5 separate regions of the Sus scrofa genome follow, and regions 1, 2, 4 and 5 are each linked to region 3. A link is a contact called in public Hi-C and HiChIP or PLAC-seq data. All regions are on one chromosome and are shown on one strand. The core of a region is the stretch at or near the end of the contact, and the rest is flanking DNA. Distances in the headings are between cores, read along the strand shown. Region 1 holds the start of HRC (sarcoplasmic reticulum histidine-rich calcium-binding protein). Region 2 holds the start of KCNA7 (potassium voltage-gated channel subfamily A member 7). Region 3 holds the start of HSD17B14 (17-beta-hydroxysteroid dehydrogenase 14). Region 4 holds the start of LIN7B (lin-7 homolog B, crumbs cell polarity complex component). Region 5 holds the start of CA11 (carbonic anhydrase 11).

Region 1 (2,700 bases), core at 23-2,522, 200 kb before region 3:
CCTGCTCCTTCTCCGCACCCACCATGCTGCTGCAGCCTCTGCAAACTATCCGACTCCCTGCATTCCCTCAACCAACCCGGGCTCTAGACGCGCCCGGGACAAACCGGATCCACTACGTCCCAGCCCAGCCTGGGCGGGGCCAGGTCTAGGGGGCGGGGAATCTCGGAGACGCGCAGAGCGGGAGGCGGGGCAAAGGGTCTGAGGGACCGGCAGGCGAGACCCGGGGAGAGGGGGCCGGGGACCCGGGGTGGGGGACAGGGACTCAGAGAGGAAATGCCAGTGATGAGGGAGAGGGCACACAAAAAGGGGATGGGATGGGGACACGAAGCCTTAGGTTGGGACAGGGAATCAGAAAGGGGGGACAGAGATTGGCGAGGGGCTACATCGACCCAAAGCGAGGGGGGGGTGCTTGGAAGGAAGTTGGCGGGGGCGGGGTGGGGGCGCGGCGGAGACACTCAGACTGAGAGGGAGAGACAGAAGCCTGAGAGTGAGAAGGGGACAGAATCCTGGGGAGGGGGACAGGGACTCCAAGAGAGCGGGTGAAGAAACAAGAACTGAGAGAAGGGAACCCACAGAGAAGGCTGGGAACCCAAAGAGCGAGGGGTGAGGACAGCAGTGATAGGATGAGGGGGAGGTACTGATACACAGGCAGGGCCCCCATGTCTCCTGCTAGCTCTCCAGGGACAGGGACAGCTGCAGCCTCCTGAGTAACCTGAGCCCCCTGCACACACACACCCCCTGCTGTATTTATAGCCCTGGCCTGGCCCCATCCCCTGCCCCCAGATCTGAGTTCCAGGGACAGGAGGTCATGGGTACGCACGCTGGAGCACAATTCCTCTCACCCCTGTCCAGGGCTTCCCTGTGGGCATCCACCATCTCAGCAAAGTCGCCCGTTCTGGCCGGAAACTCCCCATAATCTAACCCCCAATCCTTCCTTGGCAGGGGTCTCTCCCCTCAAATACACCCTTCCCGCTCCCCTCCTCCCATGGCCCGGGCTCCCCCCAAATTGGCCCACTGAAAATTTGACACCATTTTTGCAGCTGCCAAACCGGAACTTGTCGGCATTCAAAATCAAGTCCCTTGGCCCCCTCTCCTGGCCAAAGAGAGACCCCTTCTCTCACCCCCTCCCCAGCTGAGAGGAGAAAGAGCCGGAGGGGAGGGGCAGGCCGGGCCTAACCCAGAATAACTCCGGGCCGAAAGTAAATTTAGCCACAGAGAGGGGAGGGGAGAGACCCTATTGGCTGGGGAGCGGGAGGGAGGGGCGGAGGGGGTCAGGGGGTTCTGGAGATTGTCTCAGAGGGGTGTCTGGAGCCTGGCAGTGAGGGCCAGAGGGCAGAGACAGAGAGAGACACAGCAAAGGAAAGACACAGGGAGAAAGAAAGAGAAGGACCCCAAAGGGACAGGGACCCCAGTATTCATCGACATAGCCTCAGCCACAGCGGGAGCCAGCCCAGGGAGAAGCTCTGCTGCTGGTCTGTCCCCATGGGCCACCCTGGGCCATGGTTGCAGGCGTCTCTCCTCTGGGCTGCTGTGGCCAGCCTGCTCCTCCCCCCTGCTATGACCCAGCAGCTGAGAGGGGCTGGGCTGGGCCCCAGCAACTTGAACAACAACGCAGGCATCCCCGGGCCCACAGAGGACGCATCAGGCAAGTTCGGTCACTCCGGGCATAGCCATAGAAGCCATGGGGATGAGAACAGCGATGTCTCCACGGAGAGTGGGCATCATTTCTGGGCCTCTGGAGACCACGGAGAAGAGGAAGAAGATGTCTCCAAAGCAGCCCATCCCCGCCAAGGCCACAGGTACCAAGGCCACGAGGTGGGAGATGAGAACATCTCTGAGGAGGAGGGAACCACAGCGCATGCTCCGCAGGCGGGTGGGCACAGAGGCCGTGGGAGCAAAGACATGGATGATTCAGCTGAGCCCAGGCACCACTTCCCCAGCCATGGGAGCCACGGCCACCAAGACGAGGATGAGGATGAAATTGTGTCCAGCGAGCGACACCATCATATCATCAGGCATGTACGCCGAGGCCATGGAGAAGAGGAGGAGGAAGAGGAGGAGGAAGGCGGCATCTCCACCGAGTATGGACACCAGGCCCACGGGCACCGAGACCACGGGATGGAAGAGGACGAAGACGTCTCAGCTGGACGTCACCATCACGGCCCCAGCCACAGACACCGAGGCCATGAAGAAGAAGAAGATGACGACAATGACGGTGACTCCGCTGAGTACAAATATCAGACGCACGGGCATCAAGGCCACGAGAAGGAAGAGGATGGAGACGTCTCAGACTCGCACCACCATCATGTCCCTGGCCACGGACACCCAGGCCACAGAAATGAGGAAGATGAGGATGAGGTCGTATCCACTGAACACTGGCACCAGGTTCCCAGACATACCCACCATGGCCTTGGAGATGAGGAGGAGGAAGGAGAGGAGGAGATCACGGTCAAGTTCAGCCACCATGCTGCAAGCCCCCAAGCCCAAGGCCACAAGAGCACTGAGGAGGAGGAGGACTTCCCAGACGAATATACGAGAGAGAGCCCTGGTCGTCACCACCCCGGGGTCCTCAAGGAGGAAGATGAGGACATCTCCACCAAGCTTGGCCACCAGCCTGCCAGCCACAGGCAGCAAGGCCACAGAGGATCCATCAAAGAAGAGACTAGCTCCCGTCCCCGGGAACACATGGGGGTCAAGGAT
Region 2 (2,700 bases), core at 109-2,608, 140 kb before region 3:
GGGAAGAGTGGGATTGTTGAGGAGTTCTGGGTTTGGACATGTCAGAGATGTCTGTTTGGGAGTTCCCGTCATGGCTCAGTGGTAATGAACCTGCCTAGTATCCATGAGGATGTGGGTTCAATCCCTGGCCTCGCTCAGTGGGTTAAGGATCCGGTATTGCTGTGAGCTGTGGTGTAGGTCACAGACACAGCTTGGATCCTGCATTGCTAGGGAGCTTAGGTTGTTGTTGTGTCATGGGATGGCAGCTGCAGCTGCAGCTCTGATTGGACCCCTAGCCTGGGAACCTCCATATGCCACAGGCACTGCCCTAAAAAGACAAAAACCCCCCAAACCGGAGGTGTCTGTTTGCCACTCAGATGGAGCTGTGGAGTTGAAAGTTGGAAGATACAGCAATCATGGAAGAGCTTGCGACTGGAGACCTACATTTGGGAGTCACTGGAAGAGAGATGGTATTTGAAGCCATGTAACTGGATGAGCTCAGCTAAGAGAGGAGAGAAGATGGAGAAGGGAAGAAGTCTAAGCAAAATTAAAAAAAAAAAAAAAGGCATTAAGAAGAAACATCAAAATTAAAAAAAAAAAAAAAAAAGAAGTCTAAGGACCAAGTCCTGAGACCCATCAGAATCCAGATAAAGCAGGAAGACTGCAGAGGAGACAGAGTAGGCATGATGGCAAATGTAGGGGGGAAACCAGGAAGCCAAGAAGGCAAGTGCTTCAAGGAGGAGACAGTATCAAGATATGGAAGCAACCTAAGCTGCCATCAACAGATGCATGGATAGAGACAATGTGATCTGGGAGTTCCCGTTTGGGCTCAGCAGGTTAAGAACCCGACTAGCATCCATGAGGATGTGGGTTCGATTCCTGGCCTCCCTCAGTGGGTTAAGGAGTCGGCATTGCCACGAGCTGCTGCCTAGGTCTCAGATCCACTGATGGGATCCCACATGGCTGTGGCTGTGGCATAGGCTAGCAGCTGTAGCTCCAATTCAACTCTTAGCCTGGAATCTCCCATATGGTGCAGGTGCAGTCTTTAAAAAAAAAAAAAAAGTGTTGGGAGTTCCTGTCATAGCTCCATGGGTTAAGGATCCAGTGTTGCCATGATCAGTAGTGTAGGTCGCAGATGCGGCTTGGATCCCATGTTGCTGAGGCGTGGCGTATAGGCCAGCAGCCACAGGTCCAATTCGACTCCTAGCCTGGGAACTTCCATATGCCGCAGGTGCGGCCCTAAAAAAAAAAAAGAAAGAAAATCTTCCATGAAAGAGTGGGAGTGGCCAGAAGGGAAAAGAATGATGGGGGGGGGGCAGGCCTGTGGCACGTGGAAGTTCCAGGCCAAAGATCACTGAACCCAAGTCATAGCAGCAACCTGAGCTGCAGCAGTGACCACACCAGATCCTTAACTTGCTGAGCCACCAAGGAACTCCAGGTGTGCGTTTTTAAGGAAGGCTGGGAACAGGTGTTCATGGATAAGCTTGAGCTTCAAAGGAGCTGAGGGAGGAAGAACTGCCTGGAAGGGGCAAGGAGGAGCACCCATCTTGAGGCTCAGAGGGTGTAAGAGATAGGGCTGCTGGGAGGAGGAGGAGGAGGAGGGATCACTTCACACCGGGAGTTCAGAAACCCACAAAGAGGGGCCTCTGTGGGCTCTGAGAATGGGGAGAAGAGGGAGAAGAAAGGACACAGGGGCCAGAGAGAAGGGGAAAGAAAAAAACCAGAGAGATGTGGGGCCAGAGGCCCAGACACAGGGAGGGCCAAAGACCATGAAAGAGAGGGACACAAACACAGAGACGGGGACACCAAAATCTGTATGGATGATTACATTGCATCTCAGACTGTAGACCGGAAGAAAAAGTGCCAGAATTCCTAGGGAGTTGAAACCTTTAGTGTCTCTCTCTACTCCCTCCAGCAGAGGGCGCGCGGGGCCTCATTTCCAGGAGTCCCAGTGACCAAGCCCCATCACTTCCCCCAAAGCGCATCCGATGGATCTATTTTTACGCAGTGTCATAGGACACTGGTGGCTGGAAGGCCATCGTCTGTCTGTCCTTAGGTCCCTTCGAGTGACCCTGCGGCCTCTCCCGAGCCCACCCCTTTCCTGTTCCTGGCAGGCCCAGCCTCCTTTTGCACTATTCAGGGCTACAGCTCAGGCCTTGCTAGTTCTCAGAAAATCTGGCAGCGTATCTAAGTGGAGACCCTGGGGGGAGACCACAGCGAAGGGACCGGGTGTGTGTGTAGGGAGGGGAGACGCGCAGCGGGGGGGGGGGGAACATGCTCATGGTTTGCAGCTGCTGGAGCGTCCCCAGGTTAGGGCAACCACCAGGACAGCGGCAGAGCCAACCTAGAGTGCCAGTCAGAGAAAGATTCAGAGATACGACTCCAAGACCCCAAGTCATCCAGAAGCCTGCCGACAGAGAAATACAGAGAAAGAGAAAGACACAAAGGGGAGCCCCGAAAATCCAGGGGCAGAGACAGAGAGCTAAGACATAATGAGAGAAGAGTCCCAGTCAGAGGGGAGAGACAGAGACCAAGGGAGACGAGAGATAAACAGAGACAGACAGACAAGAATTAAAACGAAGACGAAGATCTGGAAAGACTAAGACTAGAGAAATCACCAGACATAGATGACCCTACAACGGCAAAATTCTGCTCCATGACCCATAGAGATAGAGATAGATTTCTGAGATCAGAGATACAGAACGACACAAAACGAAGATA
Region 3 (2,700 bases), core at 53-2,552:
CAATTTTCTCTCTTCGCTAAGCTCCTTCACTTCATCCTCAAAATGAGGACGTGAGGGCTTCCTGGGGGAGGAATTCTAATGCTCCAATTCCTTTGCAGCCTGCCCTGGGACACTCAGGAGCCAGAAATGGCTCAGAAGCTCTGGGTCCTGGAGCAGGTAAGGAATTGGAGATCCAAACTAGAAGCAAGAAAGTCAACAAAAGGGTGAGGAGTAGCATTAAGTATTAATGTCTCCTGAGTACTCTTGAGTACCAGGGTATGGATGGCAGAACATTTCAGAGACGCTTGAATTCCTGGGGAATGAGAAAGCCCTAGTTCACAGCGGTTCCACCGTTGCTGTCAAACTCTGCTCCTCTGTCGGGAAGTTTTCGGGCAATTGGACTACAGATCCCATAATGCACGCAGACTTAAAAAGAGGGTCTCGCCCTGTTCAAAATCCTTTAGAGCCATATGCTAGGGACTACAACTCCCAGAAGGACACGCTCTGCACCGTGGTCCTCACCTTACAGGCAAATTATTCAAGGCCACCCCTGCATCTTCTTTTTTCTAGTCCGAGGAACACGACCCCTTATTTACCAACATCTGAGGGTCACCGGGAGCGAGTTCTCAGCCTCTCTCAAGCCTTGGCTGCTGAGGCGTCACAGTGGCACCGAATGATGACAGGTGAGAATGGGCTGGGGACCTTGGGCTCCTGGGTGTTAGGGAAGAGGGAGTCTGGAGGCCCGGAATCCTAGGTCCTGGTGGGGAGGGGGGTCCGACGACCGCCAGAAACCCTCTGCCTTGGTAAAGAAAGAGCTGGACAGGGCTTGGGGGTTCCAGACCCCAGTAGGAGGGGACTGGATCCCAGGACTGCCGTGTCTGGGGAGGAGAGGACGGGGAGCCTGGACTCCTAGGTTTGAGAGGAAAGTCCTGGGTGTCGGGACTTCTGGGTCCCAAAGTTTGCCATTCTCGTTCTCCGTCCGTCCTCTCCAGGTGGCAGTTTGGACTCTCGAGGAGACCCTCTTCCCCCTGCGTCGCCACCTCCGTCAGATCCCACGCCCTGCGTGTCCTCGCCCCCAAGATCTCCTCCAGTGGCCAGTTCCCACTCCACGGGGTTCTCCCACCGAGGGACTGGGCGCGACGCAGGCCCGGCCTCTTGGGAGCCGACCTGGGATTCCGGGACCGCCCCTCCCGCGCTAACCCCAGACGAGGAGGCGTGGCCTCTGAGAGTCACGCTGCTACAGTCCAGCTTCTGACCCGCCCAAGCAGGGCAGCCAATCAGAGCTGGAGGGCGTGTCCCGGAGGTACTTCCGGGACAGATGGAGCCTCTTCCCTCACCTGAGGGCGTGATCTGGTCCCCTCCCGGTGGCCGAGGAGTGGCTACTTTGGCCAAAGTTTGATTTTCCCAATACTTGTCCAAATTTGGATTAAAACATTGAACTCTTAGTCGATAACTTTCTGTCTGTTTGGAGTTGTGACACCGGTGTCTCGAAGAGGTAGAGCTGGAGTGGTGAACTCCTGGGTCCCGCGGGAGGAGGGGACAGCGGACTCAGCTTTGTGTGTCAGAGGAACGGGGGGAGCTCGAGGTCTGGATTACTGAGTCTGAGGGAGGAGGGGGCCGGCGACCTGGATTCCTGGGTCTGAAGGAAGAGAGGACCCGGGACCTGGACTTTGGAGTCCAAGGTCCGGCAGAGGGGGCCGGACTCCAGGAATCCCGAGTTTGAGGGTTGGGGGACCGGCCTCCTGGGTCTGAGGGAGGAGGGGGCTGGGGCCAAGTTCCAGGCTTCTGGCTTTCCTGGCAACGCCCCCGGGGCCGGGCTTCAGGATCCAGCCCCTATTTATGGTTCGACCCCAAGACCTCACCGGACTTCAGAGGGGGATAGAAGCCTCGAGTGAGTGTGAGTGAGTGGCCGAAGGAGACCTTCTGACGCGGGATGGCAACGGGAACGCGCTATGCCGGGAAGGTGGTAATCGTGACGGGGGGCGGGCGCGGCATCGGAGCTGGGATCGTCCGAGCCTTCGGTGAGTGGGGTCTGGTCGGCTCTGAACAGTGGAGTCTGGGAGCGGAGGGACCCGGGGGCTAATGGGTGTGGGACGAAGTATCTTCTGTACTGGAATCTAGATTCTTGTCTCGTAAAATCCAATTTGCAAAGTTAACGAAGGGAAGGCAGAGGTGGCCTGGGGCCTGAGATTGCGGCGGATTTTCAAATGCCATTGACTCCCTTTCTCTGGGTCTCAGCTATTGCTACAGAATGGGGGGCCGGGGGTGGTGGTTGAAGGAATATGTCTTTTGGAGGTTTAGGGTTTACTCTAGAACCCAGGGATGGAGACTCAGGAGCCCCAGAAGTCACCTGGAATAGCCAAGGAGAAGGCTAGGCTTCTGCCTTTTGCCCTACGGGATCATCATGAGACTTTGGGGTCACGAGGGGAACAGAGCTGGGGCGGTGGTGGGGGGGGAACGGCCCTGTTCCGGGTGGCCACAGAGGGCAGCAGAGATCTTCACCAAGGTCTCTGCAGGGCTAACCTATTCCCTGTCTATTCGCAGTGGAAAGTGGCGCCCAGGTGGTGATCTGTGACAAAGACGGTGAGTGAGGGTCCCCCAGTCCTCAGCCCACTGCCTCCTCCCTTAGATTCAAGAAGAATACAGGCCCCAGCACCCTCCTCCCTCAGACCCAGGATCCAGCCCCAGCCCTCCTCCCTCAGACCCAGGATCCTGGGCCCC
Region 4 (2,735 bases), core at 139-2,638, 170 kb before region 3:
TCAAAGAGGAACGTCTCCACGTGGCATGCGTGAGTCTCGGAGACTCAACACTCGCCAATCTCACTTTTTAACAGAACGACAAGGCCTGGACAGAGCCAAGAGCCTCCACGAAGCAGCAAGGGAACAGCATCTAACTGGGGTTTAGTAAGATTTCGGGGTTTAACGCTATTTCACTGTCGAAGGTCAGCTTCCCGTCAGGCATTTGGTACTAGTTTCTATTTCTAGTGGCAAAAGACGCCTTTATATGACATTTAAGCGAAAGATGGGCGCGTATGTAAAATGCCTTATACTTAAGTAAGGCAGGTACACAGACACGGCAGAAGCCTGAAACACGGCTGACCGACGTGGGGAGGACGCTGAGCCAGCCCATCCCATTCGGAGGATGCCAGGCGCAGTGGGGCGAGGGGCGCCTACCTTGGCCGTGGCGTGGGCCCGGACCTCAGCACTGCCGGTGATGTCCAGCGTGTCATAGAGCTGCTCATAGACCTGGTGAGGACGCAAAAGCGTCGAGGAGCCGCCAGCCCCCGCCTGCCTTCAACCCAGAAGTCCGGGCCTGCAGACCCTCCCACCCGCAGATCCGCCCCGCCCCTGCAGCCCGGAGGCCGCGGGAACCACAATTCCCAATGGACACCTGAGCTGAAGCGCGGGCGCCCCAAAGGAAGGCCGCCCCGGTCGCTGCTGGGAGGCGTAGTCCCCAGGCTCGGGGCGACCCAGAGGAGGACGACGGCCGCCCGCCCGCTCGGGCCCTGGCGCTGCGTTGCTCTCACCTCCCGGATGGCAGAGCAGAAGCGGCTCTGCAGGACTCGCTGGAGGGCCTGCAGCTTCTGCGGGGGCAGCTCCCCGCTGCGCTGGAGCCGCTCGAGGAGCTCCACCGCCCGGGACACGTCTGCGGGGCGGGGGCGGGGCGCACAGACACAGAGTCAGAGACTGGAAGACGCAGCGAAGCCCGGAGATATGCGGCCGGAGACCGAGGAAGGGCGAGCGCAGACCCGGGGCAAGACAGCCAAGTCCCAGTCGGACAGCCGCAGAGCTGCCGGCGGCAGTGGAGAGACTGCCACCAGTCACCCTGCGTCCCCAGGATCCCCAGGCACACACGGCCGGAGGTGGGCGGCGGGCTCCCCCTCGCCGTCCAGCGGGCCCGCCGACCCTCCCACGCCCATCGACAGCCTGACTTGCTGCGACCCGCCCCGCCCACCCCCGCCGGGCCCGCCCACCCGCCTGGGCCCCGCCGGGGGAGGGGCGGGGCCCGGAGTCCGGGGCCCGGGTCCCGGACGCAGGCCGCGGCCGGGTGGGCAGGGCCGCCTGGCGCGCTTACCCCGCTCCAGCCCCAGCGGCTCCACCAGCGCAGCCATGTCTGCGCCGCCGCTGCGAGGCACCCGCCTGCCGGGTCGCCGGCGAGGAAGGCGGGGCTGCGCGAGGCCACGCCCCGGCGACGAGCGCCACCTGCAGAGGCGCGGCCTGGCGTGCGCACCGCCCTACCGGCCTCCGCTCGGGGCTCGCTCCCCTGCCCTCAAACTCCATCGGTCCGCTGAGTTTGTGACCGTCCATTGCAGCGTCTGCACCACCTTTCATCTCAGTCTATCTGAGCTGCCCGCCACACCTGTCTGTCCCCTGTCTATCCCTTTCTCCCAGATTTATTAGACAACTTGTTAAACATCTCGGCCCAAGATGACCGGCGTGGTGATGAGCAGGGTACACAAGTCCACTGCCGTCCTGGAGCTTAGTCGGGGGGTGGGGGGCGGGTAGACACTAAACTACGACCGTGATCAGAATTGGGATCCAGGAGGGACATTGACATAGAGTCCTTGGAGGAGAGCTCCAGAGGTGGCTCGTGAGTCACTTTCTAGACCGAAAGAGCCCACATGGTTGGATAGCAGAGTAAGAATTGGAGTTTTCTGGTTTTCTGTTCTGTCTTTTTTGTCTTTAGGGCCACACCGGCGGCATATGGAGGTTTCCAGGCTAGGGGTCCAATCTGAGCTGTTGCTGCCAGCCTACGCCACAGCCACGCCAGATCCGAGCCTGGTCTGCGACCTACACCACAGCTCACAGCACCGCCAGATCCTTAACCCACTGATCAAGGCCAGGGATGGAACCCGCAACCCCAATGGTTCCTAGTCGGATTCGTTTCCGCTGCACCACCAGGGGAACTCCATGAACTGGAGCTGTTTATGAGGAAGGTGAACAGGTCGGCAGGATGCGGTTGATGCACACAGCCTTGTATGCTGGCATGCTCCTGCTGAGGACTTTGGACTTCATGGTAACCCCTAAGAGTAAAACGCGACATTGAAACATATATTTTAAGATCACTGTGGACACTGTGTGGAGCCTGGATTGGATGGGAACGAGAGTGGAAGCAGGGGGGTTGATCAGGAAGGCTCTTGCAGGAACTCTGTGATGGCTTGGACCAGGGCAGAGGCGCGGAGGAAAAGTGGACAGATTTGGAAATATGTGTCTTGCTGATTGACTGTATCCGAGGACCGGGAGGTGGAGGAGAAGGGGGTATAGATGCTTGTGGGGCCTTTTGCTAACATGATCTATGCTACTAGAGGGAGAGTCGATATTTCGTCTTTGAAGAGCTGGTGCAGTACCAAGACCTGCAAGCAGTTTTGAGAATTTGCACAAAGATGGTAAATAAAACCCTAAATGCTGGAGGCGAGAGAATACAGACCAGAGAGGACCTAGGACTGAGTCTTCAAAACTAGCATTAAAGGTCAGGAAGGGGAGTTCCTGTTGTG
Region 5 (2,700 bases), core at 163-2,662, 150 kb after region 3:
GCTTCTATCTCTAAGTGTGTGTGTCTGTATCTTTCTCTGCCTCCACCTGTTATCTGTCTCATTCTGTATTTTTTTCCCCCCTGTCATTCTGGGGGTCTCTGTCTCTGTGTATCTTATCAGTTTCTGCATCTCTTGCATTCACTGTATGTCCCAGGTCTCTCTCTCTCTTTCTCTCTCTCTCTTTCCCCCTCTCTCTGGTCTCCCGCGGCTGCCCCCACCTCCCTGCCTGTTTATTTTCTACCCTGCGTCTCCTGCCAAATCTCCCCATCTCAGGCTCCTCTTCCTCCTCAAGCCTCCGCAGCTCCCTGACCTCACCTCTGCTCTCTTGCCTCAGCCTCCCCGGCTCCTCCTCCTGCCTCCTCCCGCTCCCCCACTCTCTCTCCAAGTCTCTGCCTCCCCCTCCTGGTCAGCGGCCCACACCGCACTCCGGTCTCCCAGGGGATCCCCTAGCCGGGTTAAGGGAGCCCCTGGTGGAGGCTTGGGTGATGCATCCGGCGGGGGGCTGCAGGCGCTGTGCAGGCTCGCACCTGGGTCCCTGCGAGCTGGGGGATCCCGGATCCTTCAGGGCCAGTGGCCCTGAGCGTGGAGACACCCGAGGACTCTCCCAGCTCCACCTTAAGGGCCCCCCCCTTCCCCCTTCTGCGGAGGATGGAAACTGCCAGCTCTTGGGCCCCAGGTGTCCGGGCCACCCCCGCCCCCGTGGCCCCAGCGCGGCTGGGAGCTGGGGACGAGTCCCCCCCCCCAACAACCTCTCTATCCTGCCCCTGGGAGTACTCCCTCCACCACCACCCACACACACCAGCCCAGGGAGGGGTGCTCGCTGCTGTGAGAGCCCCCCCCAACAGAAAAATTAAATAACAGCAAGAGAGAGAAGGGGGGGAGGGAGAAGAGCGAGACAGAGAAACAGAAGAGGCAGGAGAGGAGGAGGTGGGGGGAGAGAGAGAGGGGGCAGCGGGAGGCCGAGAGGGAGAGAGTGAGGAGGAGAAGAAGGGGAGAAGGAAGAGGCAGGAGCAGAGGAGGGAGAGAGGGAGGAGGAGGAGGTGAGAGAAGCAGGATGGAGACATGGAGTTAGGAGGCTGGGGAGAGCTTAATGAAAAGAGAGCGAAGAGGGGGGTGTGGGTTAGAAGCCCAGGGGTAACCCGAGGGAAAAGCAGAAGGCAGAGGAGAGGAGTAGGAAGACCGGGAGACAGAGGGAGACTCGAGGGCTTGGGGAGAGAGGCGAGGAAGGAGACACGCCGAGAAGGAGCAGGGGAGTGGGTGGGGTAGGGGGGTCTCAGTCCCCGGCTGCCTCAGAAATTGGGAACTGGGGCTCCCCGTGTGGAGGAGAGGAAGGCTGCAAGTCCTTGGGGGGTCGGGGTTCCACAGAGAAGGGAAGGAGCTGGGGGGTTGGGGGTCAGGGCATTGGGATAGGGGTCGCCCCGAGGCTTCCCCGGGATGGGGGGTGCAGCTCGTCTGAGCGCCCCTCGAGCGCTGGTACTCTGGGCAGTACTGGGGGCGGCAGGTAAGGCCTGGGGGGGTCGGGGCAGGAGCCCCTCAGGGAGGGGTGGGGGTGGGGTGTCCAGGAGAGGGTTTCAAGCCGCTGTCTCCCCAGCTCACATCGGACCCGCACCTGACCCAGAGGACTGGTGGAGCTACAAGGATAATCTCCAGGGAAACTTCGTGCCAGGTGCAGCCAGGGCGGGGACCCAGGCGTCTGGGCAGCCAGGCTTTCCTCCTGAGACCCCGGAGTCCGCTCCTCCCCTGCCCCCCCCCGCCCCCCCCCCCATCCCCAGGACCCAGGAGTCCTAGCCCCTTCCTTCCTCCCTCCGGAGGCCCAGCCTCTGACCCCGGGTGGCTCAGCATGGGACATTATACATGCGCATTTCGAGTCGGGAGTGGGAGTGAGTGGAAGGCAAGGGAGTGTGGGGGTGGAAGAGTGTGTGTGTGCTTGCTGGGAAAGACCAGGTAGGTCCTGGCTCGTACTGAGAACCAGAGGTTCGGGGCCCGGTTCTCCACCTGGTCCAGCCCTCTCTTGCAACTCCTTCTCCCCAGTACATTCATCAACCAGCTGTGGGATAAGGGAGACTGAAGAACTACAACTCCCATGGGCTCTGGGGCAAGCAGGCAGGGGATGGGTAGGCTGGCCACCTCACAGACTGCTGGGAGTTGTAGTTTCTTCCCCAAAGACCATTGATGATAGGTTTGATCAAAGAGAGGCTTGGAGGTGTTGGGGGTAGGGGGGCGGTATAGGAAACTCCTCTAAGAGTCTTCTAGGACCCAGGACTCTGCATTTCAGCCACCTCCTCCCTCAAAGTCAGGAAACCACAGCCTTCCCAGCAGATCCCAGCACTGAGATCTAGTCCCTACTTCTGACTCCCTTTCCTCCCTGCCCCACCTCTGCTCCCAGGGCCTCCCTTCTGGGGCCTGGTGAACGCAGCCTGGAGTCTGTGTGCTGTGGGGAAGCGGCAGAGCCCTGTGGATGTGGAGCTGAAGAGGGTCCTTTACGACCCCTTTCTGCCCCCACTGAGACTCAGCACTGGGGGAGAGAAGGTAAGTGGCCTGTTGGGAGGGGTTACCAAACCCCACTGGGCTTGAGTTGGGGTCGGGGGTGGGGCATGAGCTGGGAGGCTAGCCTGGGGGAAGGAGCCCTACACTGAGCAGAGAGGAGGCGCTGTCCACCCTTAAATGGATCCCTGATTCTTCCCTCTCCAAACATGGCCT

The links. A called contact is a pair of places that touch in the nucleus more often than the background predicts. HiChIP or PLAC-seq counts read pairs in DNA pulled down with a chosen protein or histone mark.
Region 1: an H3K27ac HiChIP or PLAC-seq map of alveolar macrophages shows a contact between it and region 3. The contact joins the promoter of HRC here to the promoter of HSD17B14 in region 3. A contact is called at or near these places in 2 of 47 Hi-C or Micro-C datasets (heart right ventricle and liver) and 2 of 2 datasets of contacts at active chromatin or transcription factors (alveolar macrophages and skeletal muscle).
Region 2: an H3K27ac HiChIP or PLAC-seq map of alveolar macrophages shows a contact between it and region 3. The contact joins the promoter of KCNA7 here to the promoter of HSD17B14 in region 3. A contact is called at or near these places in 3 of 5 promoter capture datasets (fetal liver, liver and skeletal muscle), 12 of 47 Hi-C or Micro-C datasets (blood, embryonic fibroblasts, epiblast stem cells and 6 more) and 2 of 2 datasets of contacts at active chromatin or transcription factors (alveolar macrophages and skeletal muscle).
Region 4: a Hi-C map of liver shows a contact between it and region 3, with 2.9 times the contacts expected there. The contact joins the promoter of LIN7B here to the promoter of HSD17B14 in region 3. A contact is called at or near these places in 2 of 47 Hi-C or Micro-C datasets (liver and skeletal muscle) and 1 of 2 datasets of contacts at active chromatin or transcription factors (alveolar macrophages).
Region 5: a Hi-C map of embryonic fibroblasts shows a contact between it and region 3, with 4 times the contacts expected there. The contact joins the promoter of CA11 here to the promoter of HSD17B14 in region 3. A contact is called at or near these places in 4 of 47 Hi-C or Micro-C datasets (embryonic fibroblasts, heart right ventricle, liver and 1 more) and 1 of 2 datasets of contacts at active chromatin or transcription factors (alveolar macrophages).

What each region holds. Positions count from the first base shown.
Region 1 is chr6:54,340,210-54,342,909 of Sscrofa11.1, reverse strand. HRC (sarcoplasmic reticulum histidine-rich calcium-binding protein) reads left to right here and starts at 1,272. Exons shown (of 6, transcript XM_003127287.5): 1 at 1,272-2,700. The coding sequence starts at 1,483. It overlaps TRPM4 (transient receptor potential cation channel subfamily M member 4), which reads right to left and starts at 136. Exons shown (of 24, transcript XM_021094712.1): 1 at 2-136. The coding sequence starts at 25.
Region 2 is chr6:54,282,549-54,285,248 of Sscrofa11.1, reverse strand. KCNA7 (potassium voltage-gated channel subfamily A member 7) reads left to right here and starts at 1,358. Exons shown (of 3, transcript XM_005664712.2): 1 at 1,358-2,700. It also overlaps a transcript of NTF4 not described here.
Region 3 is chr6:54,142,745-54,145,444 of Sscrofa11.1, reverse strand. HSD17B14 (17-beta-hydroxysteroid dehydrogenase 14) reads left to right here and starts at 1,302. Exons shown (of 10, transcript XM_021094705.1): 1 at 1,302-1,474; 2 at 1,835-2,000; 3 at 2,524-2,562. The coding sequence starts at 1,913. It overlaps PLEKHA4 (pleckstrin homology domain-containing family A member 4), which reads left to right. Exons shown (of 21, transcript XM_013998606.2): 18 at 99-117; 19 at 120-156; 20 at 550-662; 21 at 972-1,429. The coding sequence ends at 1,234.
Region 4 is chr6:54,308,205-54,310,939 of Sscrofa11.1, reverse strand. LIN7B (lin-7 homolog B, crumbs cell polarity complex component) reads right to left here and starts at 1,388. Exons shown (of 6, transcript NM_001244232.1): 1 at 1,316-1,388; 2 at 768-886; 3 at 415-486. The coding sequence starts at 1,352.
Region 5 is chr6:53,997,356-54,000,055 of Sscrofa11.1, reverse strand. It overlaps CA11 (carbonic anhydrase 11), which reads left to right and starts at 1,412. Exons shown (of 9, transcript NM_001004038.1): 1 at 1,412-1,501; 2 at 1,592-1,666; 3 at 2,387-2,529. The coding sequence starts at 1,435. All of the region lies in intron 2 of LOC110261016 (a long non-coding RNA gene), which reads right to left.